2 separate regions of the Sus scrofa genome follow, and region 2 is linked to region 1. A link is a contact called in public Hi-C data. All regions are on one chromosome and are shown on one strand. The core of a region is the stretch at or near the end of the contact, and the rest is flanking DNA. Distances in the headings are between cores, read along the strand shown.

Evidence for each region. A called contact is a pair of places that touch in the nucleus more often than the background predicts.
Region 2: a contact with region 1 is called in a Hi-C map of liver, with 8 times the contacts expected there. The contact joins the promoter of SALL1 here to the enhancer-like site in region 1. A contact is called at or near these places in 1 of 5 promoter capture datasets (liver) and 6 of 47 Hi-C or Micro-C datasets (epiblast stem cells, liver and skeletal muscle).

What each region holds. Positions count from the first base shown.
Region 1 is chr6:33,426,604-33,431,148 of Sscrofa11.1, forward strand. LOC110260961 (a long non-coding RNA gene) reads right to left here. Exons shown (of 3, transcript XR_002344610.1): 2 at 2,025-2,176. Among named protein-coding and RNA genes, the nearest start is that of SALL1, 300 kb to the right of the region's middle. Within about 2 kb of position 2,393, at least 16 of the 83 cell types and tissues checked have an H3K27ac peak or open chromatin away from gene starts, as enhancers often do. A contact at or near this core is called in liver, where this site is marked.
Region 2 is chr6:33,729,535-33,734,079 of Sscrofa11.1, forward strand. It overlaps SALL1 (sal-like protein 1), which reads left to right and starts at 2,132. Exons shown (of 4, transcript XM_003126987.4): 1 at 2,132-2,518; 2 at 3,540-3,632. The coding sequence starts at 3,557. It overlaps LOC110260963 (a long non-coding RNA gene), which reads left to right. Exons shown (of 2, transcript XR_002344613.1): 2 at 359-814.

The sequences.
Region 1 (4,545 bases), core at 1,143-3,642:
ATGCTGGCCAGGGGCAGGGCCAAGGTTCTCTAGGAATGAAAAGCTCAGGGGACAGTTCAGACGTAACGCTCTCAGTGGGAGAGAATCTTTGTTGTCTGAAGATTCTGTGTCACACTCCACGAGATGCGGTGTAGATCCAGAAAAAGGACACCCTAAAGTCAAAGGAGCCGGCACAAATGTGAGATCGACCCGCGGATGTGAGAAGGGGCCCTGCTGTTTCTGTGCCTTCCTGTCCCCGCGTGCTGTCTAACCTGAAGTGCAGGAGCCATGGTGGTGATCCAGAAAGATCCCCCTTTGCTTTGCTTTAGTCCAGAGGGCACAAATGATGGGCCACATCTAATCCACAGTTTTTCAACTCAATACAAGGAATTTTTAAAAGAAAAGCACACAGAATACAGGGAGAAAAAAAAAAAAAATTCTCAGTAACAGCAAACACCGAATCCTTGAAATTTCCCAGCAAAGATCGTATCTGGAGCTTCTTTTGAAAGAAAGATTCAGACTTGGTGGCAGCGGCCTGGGCTTCTGTGCCGCCACGTTGAAGGCGCTGCGTCACTACAGCTCCTGGAGCTGAACGAGCCCTTCATCTTCCTTGGGTGGTTCCAGCACTTCTATAACCAGCGTGGCCTCTGCATTCCTGGCCTTCGTGGAGTCGTCTCCTTCTTCCTCAGGACCCTCTGGAGGTCCCTCGACCATGGGATCACCCCAACCACCCAGGAGGGAGGGGCCACCAAGCGGATGGATCCCATTTCACTGATGGAGAGACCCCACCCCAGGGGGGGTGCAGGCTGTGCCTGAGAGACCGCTTCCCCCTTCCCCTGACCCCACCTCCGCTTGTTTCTGAGGGAGGTTATTTCCCCAGCTCGGTTCAGGTGTTCCTGGCTTTGTGTCTCCACGCAAGAATTGGATGGAGCTCTGTTTGGCTTCGCGGCCCCCTTCCTGACAGCGCCGTTTAATGGACGAACAGTTTGTCTTATTCCTCTGCCCGGGTTTCTTCACATTGTGTCGGGTTATCAGCCCTCCCCTGCAGATCATATTACAGCTTGTGCCGGGGCTGGACCCTCAGCAGGGTTCACTCTAAAGCAGATCCTTATCGTTACTTCAGTGATAAATAGAGAGGCGCTGGGAGCCCACGGTCGGGTTATTTATGTAGCTTCTCTGTGGATCATGTTTTATACAGCCAGGCCTTCACGTCAGGCCTCTCCCCTCTCCCCATCCAGCTTAGGTTGCATTCAGGAACTAAACACCCACAGCCCCTTAAATAATGTTAACTTAATAGCTGACGTTTTTATGAAATAAGTCTGTGTGGAAGAGGCAGAAGTGGGATGATGCAGACACAGCGCTGGAGCTGGGTTTCAGTGTGTGTGTGTGGTAAAGGGGAGTTGAGAGGATTTTGCAGGTTTATTCCAAACCCATGGAGAATGCTTTGCTTTCGGGGGAAGTCTCTCTTGGAAGTCTATGGTTTTTAAAAGGAAACACGAAAAAGAGTTGGAATTAAACGATGCATAATGCTTCTTGGGGAGGTGGGCAAATGATGGATGAGACGTCTTTCATGGAAGTGGGGGGGTTGTGTGTGGTTGGCGGGGGTCGTTCTCTCTGTGAAGTATCTTGGACCAAACCATCCCGATGGGGGTTGGGGTCGGGTTGGAGGGCACGGGTGGCCTCTGGTGGCACCTTATTTCCATCCTGTTCCTCAAATCCAAACTTTGGACATTTTCCTCAACTGGAGCTACACACACAATTCTCCGTGTGTGTGTGTGTGTTGGGTATGTTAAATGCGTGATTTTGCCAAAAGTCACCATCCGCTGTAGCCAGCTTATTTTGGGTGAACCATCTTAGGGCATTTCTTCCTTTTTGAAAACACCAGCAGCCTCAGATTTGGAAGGAGCATCAACAGCTTTCAACTGTCAAGTCCACCGGGGACATCTGGGGGCACAAGGTCACCTTCAGAGCCCCCACCCCCGCCAGTTAGAATTTGAAGAAAGAGGTAGAGTCTTGTTTTCAATAGCCCCCAACCTGAATTGTACCTTCCAGTGGAGGCAGGAAGAATAGCCTTTTGATGAGTTCCACAGTCGGAATGCAAATTCTCTCCCATCTCCTGGATACCTGGGCCTGCCCCATTTCTCTTTACTGTATTCTGCTTAGCTCGTGCACAGAATGGCAAAAACAAAGAGTCTTTCTGCAAAAGAAAAAGAAGAGGAAAGAGTGAATTTTGTACCCTCTTCTGAGCCCTCCCCAAATCCCCGCTCCAGGGCCTCAGCAGGCAGCAGGGTGCACGACGCATGTGGTGGCTCTTGCTGTGTGTTGCTAACCACCAAAAGGATGACACCATTCCTGGAGTCAGGCCTTCAACCCAGCAGCTGGGGCAGACTTGGCAGTGCTTCCCAGGCTGGGCATCTGGGAAAAGGCCCGGGAGCGAGGACATCCTGATTGCACTTTCAATGAAACGCCTCCTGGCTGACTCAGAAATGCAAGATGAACTTTGGACAGGGACGGCTTTAGTAGCCCTCTTGCTGAGTCATAAAGCCTGGCTGTGAGGATCCCTGCCTCGAAACATCCACATGCTGCCAGATTGGAGTCAGAAAAGACTTCCCCCGAAGGGAAGGGAGCACCAGAGGCACCAGGATGGTACAAAGGCAGCTCAGAGGTCTGGAAGTTTTAGAGAAGCCAGGGGTGCCATTCAGGGTCAATCCTTAAAGACACGGGACAGGCACAAAGGTAAGGCTCTGATGTGGGACAGTTGTGTGCCTGGCCCAGCAACTAGAAGATTCTTCACCAGCAGATGCAAATAGTATATACAGGATGGATCAGCAACAAGTCCAGCACAGGGAATTCTATTCAATCCCCTGTGATAAACTGCAATGGAAAAGAATATGAAGAGAATATGTATATGTATATATATATATGTATCACTTTGCTGTATGATAGAAATAAACACAACATTGTAAATCAATTATACTTGAATAAAATCTTTTTTATTTTTATTTTTTGCTTTTTAGGGACATACCCACGGCACATGGAAGTTCCCAGGCTAGGGGTCAAAGGAGAGCTGTAGCTGCTGGCCTACACCACAGCCACAGCAATGCCAGATCCGAGCTGCCTCTGTGACCTACACTGCTAATGTGGAACCTTAACCCACTGAGCAAGACCAGGGATCAAACCCATGTCCTTATGGATACTAGCTGATTTCTAAACTTTTTAAAATGATGGTGGTTATGGACACTGAAAAGATTTGATCAAGAGTTATCAAGAAACACATTCCTTCACTATGGATGACTTATATTTATGACTCCTATATAAGTACTGACTTGTGCCAGGCACCGCTCTGAGCATTTTAAAAGGGTTAATTTAGGGAGTTGCCGTCATGGCTCAGTGGAAACTAATCTGACTGGTATCCATGAGGATGGAGATTCAATCCCTGGCCTTGCTCAGTGGGTTGGGAATCTGGTGTTGCCATGAGCTGTGGTGTAGGGCGCAGACAAGGCTCAGATCCTGCATTGCTGTGGGATCCTGTGTTGCTGTGGTTGTGGTGTAGGTTGGCAGCAATAGCTCCAATTCGACCCCTAGCCTGGGAACCTCCATATGCTGTGGGTGTAAAAAGCAAAAAAAAAAAAAAAAAAAAGAATAAAAAGGGGGTACTTTCTTTGGGCCTCATCACAACCTTATCTGTTTGACGGATCTGGCAACCATGCCCTTGAGAGGTTCAGCAACTTCCCTGAGCTCACATAACTTCCACATGGAACTCAAACCCAGTGGCCTGGCTCAGGTCCGTGAAACTCTTGGAGACCCCGGCAGCCAAGCACAGATCCATCACTCCTGGGCTTTCCGCCTTCACAGGGGCCGTGTTTAAGAATGATACCCCGAGGCAGGCCTCTGCTGTCGTTTGCAGGGTTCGCCCCCATCCCTGCTGCCTTAAATCTGTAATTCTCCTCCCTGACCACCCCTTCTTTGATCTGAAATGTCCATGGAGCATTTATGGCTTGTCTTTCTAGTTGTGTCTATCGGCTGGATTAGATTACTGCTCTCCTATCGTGCCCCATCTCTTGTATTTTGGGTCATCACTTCCCATCTGCTTCCCTGGTGACTCTGTTTTATGTATCTGCTTCTAAGTGTGCACACTCAGCTCTAGGATCCCCTCATGTACCTGCCTGCTCATGATCCCCTGCAGTCTCCAGCCTCCATCACCAGCCTGTAGATAGCATCACGGCCACTGTCTTGGAGGCAATAGGTACTCAGGGAATGTTTGTTGAATGAAGGCATGAGTGAATAAATAACAGATAAACAAACTAGGCCTTGCCAATGGCCAAAGACCTACACCTGGTCTCCTATGGTACCCTCCCACTTGACACAATTATCCCAACACATTAATACCCGAAAGAAGCTGGAGCTAGGAGGTCATTACTTAGGGTAGAAAAGTGAAGAAGTTAAAAGCAGCTCTTTCCTGGCATCCCCAAATGTGATTTCAGCACAGAGGGTTGAAACTCATCCCAGCTGGAAGGATTCCATCCTTGACCTCTTTCTAAAAACCATCAAGCTAGGACTACCTGT
Region 2 (4,545 bases), core at 882-3,381, 300 kb after region 1:
AAGCGCCTCCCCCGGTGCATGCGGTTCCCGTTGGCCCACGAGGTCACGACCCCGGCGCAGCCTCTGCCTCACTTCAGGCCACCCCCATTTCAGGCCTTGGTGGGATCGGCTAGTCCGAGCCCCGTTAGCCCGAATCTCCCTCCCCCGCACAGCAGTTGCCCCACCCAAGGCGGCGACCTGCGACCCCCCGTAGAGCGCGCTGGTCTCTTGGGTGAACAGGGCGTGGGGATGGGCTCCGGCTTCGGCACCTCGCTCGCACTCGCTGCCTTCTTTCTACCCCCTCAAAAGTACAGATCAACCCCCACTCGGTCTCCATTTTTATTAATTTAATTATTTCTTTGCCTTGCGGCACACGAAGCCTCACCGGAGCGCGCTGACAGTGCGGCGCCCGCGTCTGCGAACCACGGAACTCCGGCCGGAGACAATGGCCCGTAATTGATGTATTGCCATCAACAATAAAGACCAATTCTCCTCTCTCCGCCATTCCGACCATCCCCCTCCTCCCATCCCCCCTCCTCCACCTCCTCTCTCTTCTCTTCGGGCCACAGAAGGAAAGAAAACAAACAAGAAATTAGCCGGGGACGCTGCGCACGGAGCCAGACGCGCCCCTCTATGCTTTCGAGGACGCGAAAAAACGAAAAAAGTTATTAAAGTTTGGATCTCCCAATTAATTCGTCTCTGCTCGCCCATTTTTAATGAAACATCGCGAAGCTGATTTTGCGTGCGCATTTCGTTTGGTTGTTTGTTTCGGTGTTTTGGTGGGGGGCGAAAGCTCCCCCCCCCGTCCTTAATCACACACACAGCAACACAGCAAGTAACGAACACGTGTGAAGCTCTGCCCGGGAGCTTCTCCCTGCGTACGCGCTGCGTACCGGGAGGAAGGGTTTGCGGGACAGCCAGCTAGGCTCGGTTCCCGGCAGCACACGGTGCCCGGGAGGCCCGGACTTTCAAGAAGCCAAGATTGTTAGGCGGGCGGCTCCAAACGCGGGCGTAAGCGGAGAAACGAACGTGCAAGTGCACCCTCTGAGAGAGGGTGGGCTGGGGTGTTTGTGAGGACCACAGTTTGCGGAGTGGGGGGGTTGGTTTTACACGTGCTCCTGCACACTTTCCCGGGGGTCTGGAGGAAAGCGAGCGGCTCGCACCCCAGGAGCACGCAGATTCATCTTTGCCGAGGGATCTCTTTAAATATTCAGTGAGAAATAATGGCATTTGAAGCACCACCTATGGAAACATTATTATCTTCATTCTTCAACATCAGCGCCACTGATGGCTTCGTTTGTCTTTTTATCAAAATCTACGGTAACCAACAGGACCTGGGGAGAAAGGGAGAGCGAGGTAGAGAGGGGGCGTGTGTGTGCGCGCGTGCGTGTGTGTGTGTAACCGAGCGAGGGCAAAAGAGAGGAAAAAATAGGGAGAAATGAAAAGGTGAAGAGAGGGCGAGCAAGGAGGAGAAAGGAGAAGTTAACCAAGAATAAAATTAGTCGGTAGGAGAAAAACAGAAACATTCACCCTCACACAAAATATTTAGATTAAAAAGGATAAAAAAGACAAAAAAGAAAAAACCCACTAAAGAAAGAGTCATGGGGGAGCGCAGTAGGGTCTAGAGGACCCGAAACTCTATTCAGAAGATTGATGCCCACTTCGCGCGAACCGACTGTGTAGCTCTCCAGACTCCAGGGCGCTCCCGAATTGGGGCGTCCTTATGAGCCCTCTCGTTTCCCGATAGCGAGATAGGGCAGGGATTGTGTATCTGCACCCCCCTCCTCCCCATTACTCAACCGAAGTTTAGTTTGTCCCTCGGGCGCAGGACTTCGGGAACCTTGGAGCGAGAAGACCCCGAGACTCGAGGGGAAGAGCTAGGCTGAGCCGAGGACTGAGCCTCAGGTTCGCGGGCGCCCAAGCCCAGAGGAGGGAGTGCGGGTCCAAGGCTCCCCATTCCGGGCGCGGGTGGGGAGGCTGCATCCCAGCCTGAGGAGATGGAGCTGGTGCGAAAAGTTTGGGCGCCGCGCTCGGCAAATGCCTGAGAGGTGGAGGCGAGCTTCTGCGGGGCCAAACAGCTGCGGACAGGGACCCCCACCCCCACCCCCGCCGCCCCTCTCACTCCCGGCTGGGCTCGGCCACCTCTTCTCCAAGAGCCTGGGGCGCGGCCCCCTCTCCCAGGGCGGGCAGCCCAGGGCTCCCAGTGACTGGCCTTGCCCGGAGCCGGCGAGGCAGGGCCGCGCCTCCCGAGGCCAGGGGAGGGTTGCAGCGCGCCGGGTGAGCGGCGGCCCCTCCCCTCCCCCCGGCTGGAGCTGAACTCGGATCCTAGGCCGGTCCCCGCTCTCCGCCCGCCCCCGGCTCCGCGGCGCCACAGCTGCCGCCGCCTCCCCGCGGAGTGACGCGCCCTGCAGCCAACCGGGGCAGCCGGGGGGGAGGTCCGGGAGGGGTCCTGGGCGGAGCCGGGCCGCCCCCTTATCCCACGGGTTCGGGGCCGCGTCTCCCGAAAACTTCAGCCCTAATTGTCCTGGGAATGTCCGAGGTAGAGAAAGGGGGCAAGCGAGAGCCTGGAGGACTGGGGCCCTTTGAGGCGAATCGGGGTGGCGGGAGAGCTGCCCTCCCCACCCCCCCGAGCCCCAAACCCATCACGTTCCCAAACCTTTCCTTGGTCCTCTTCTCCGCGCCCCCGCGAGCCCGCGATCCAGGGATGGAGAACTCGGGGCGGAGGAGCACCGAGCCAGGCGGCGAGAGGGAGGGAGGCCGGGCCGCGGGCGGGAGGCGGACCGGCGTGGGGCTGGCTCTTCCCCACTCGCTTTTTTTTTTTTTTTTTATGGGGGTGGGGGTGGGCTGCTTTCTGGTAGCTCTTAAAGAAACGAAGAAACACTCACGAAACGGGACTTCCTCCCCCCAAATCCCGCCACGGGACGCCCTCCCCCCGCAGGCCGGCGCGCCTAGCGCCGGAGTTGGGAAGTTCGCCGCTCGCCCGCAGCCCGGGTCCCCAGCCGCCGTCCGGCCCCACCCCCACCCCCTACCCCGAGAGGCTTAATTCCGGGGAGGGCATGCTAATTTGGGTCGGCCCAGCCTGGGATGGGGGGGGGGGAGCGAGGGCGGGAGGCGGGGGGCGCGGGCCGGGGCGCTGGGTGCGCAGAGGCGAGAAGGCAGGCCCCCGGCGGCCCGGCCGCGGAGTCCCGGGCGGTCGCGAAGAGGGTTAACCCAGTGTCGGGCGGCGCGGAGCGCAGAGCCAGCCCCGCGGCCGGCTTATTGGGCCAGCGCGCGGAGAGACAGGGGTCTGCAGCAAATCACGAACTAATTGATTAAGGCGAGCGGGTTTGAATAGCGCTGGCCCGGTGCCAATCGCCTTTCAAAGAGCCCCTCTATGATTAATCGCAATGCATTATTGATAATCATAATTATAGCAGGACACATGCGCGCTGCGCCCGGGGCCGGGGAGCCGGGGAGGGGGCGGGCGGGCCGGCGGGCGGGGGGAGCCGCCGCCGCCGCCGCCGCTCGATTTCCGTAATTTTGAGAAGATTTTTTTTTAGTAATTTTTTATTCTGCCCCAGCTGATGTTTGAGCCAGCATGTCGCGGAGGAAGCAAGCGAAGCCTCAACATTTCCAATCCGACCCCGAAGTGGCCTCGCTCCCCCGGCGAGATGGTGAGTGCTCCGGCCCGCGCCGCGGACACACACACGCGCACACACGCACTGGCACTCACACTCACGCACACTTGGACCCACGCACACGCGGCCGGCCCCCGCGCCCACCGCCCCGCGGTCGCCGCCGCCGCCGCCGCCGAGTCCCCGCTGGCCTTTTTGACTCGGCAATTTTTTTTTCTTTTCAATTTTCAATTTGCCTTTGCTGGGCTTCCCCCTCCTGCCCCGGGGAAAGCAAACACTTCTCTCCGCAGGATCTTTCCGGAGTTGTTGGGTCCTCCTGGGGGGAGGAGAGAGGGCACGCCGGCCTTGTTCCTCTGTCCCAGCTTATCCCGGGAGCGGAGCCCGGGACCCGCTGAACCGTGGCTGGGGCCCGGGTGTCCGGCGGGGCTTGGGGTGCGGGCAGAGGCCGGCCGGCGCCTGACTGCGCGGAGCTCCACGCGCTCTCCCGCGGGCGCCCGGGGCCCCGGCCTGGCCTCCGCCGCCCTGGCCCTGCTGCCTTCGGGAAGGAAGTTTACTTTATGTTCCGGGCTGAACTTGGAGCTTTGGGGGAGCTCCCAGCGCCGCGCTCCCCCCGGTTCCCCAACCCTCCCACCCCTCCTGGGCTCCGCGCGAGGGAATGGGGTGCCTTTGGGAGTTCAGAGCTGCAAGAAGATGGGGACCTGTGTCCGGGCGCTCGCGCCTGATATGCTGGGGTGGAGGCCCGGGTGGAGAGAGCTCTTTGCAGCTAGTTGCTCCCCAGGCAGACTTCGGGAAGACGGGGGGAAAGTGTCGGGGTCCCTCTACCCAAGTTTACCCCCGCATCTCTTCTGCCAATACATGCATTCCCCACCCCACCCCCGCCAGCCCCCAAGTAATCTTTAGACTCGGTCAGCTCTCGCTAAGGATCGTGGTATCTTGCACTTCCAGGAGTGGT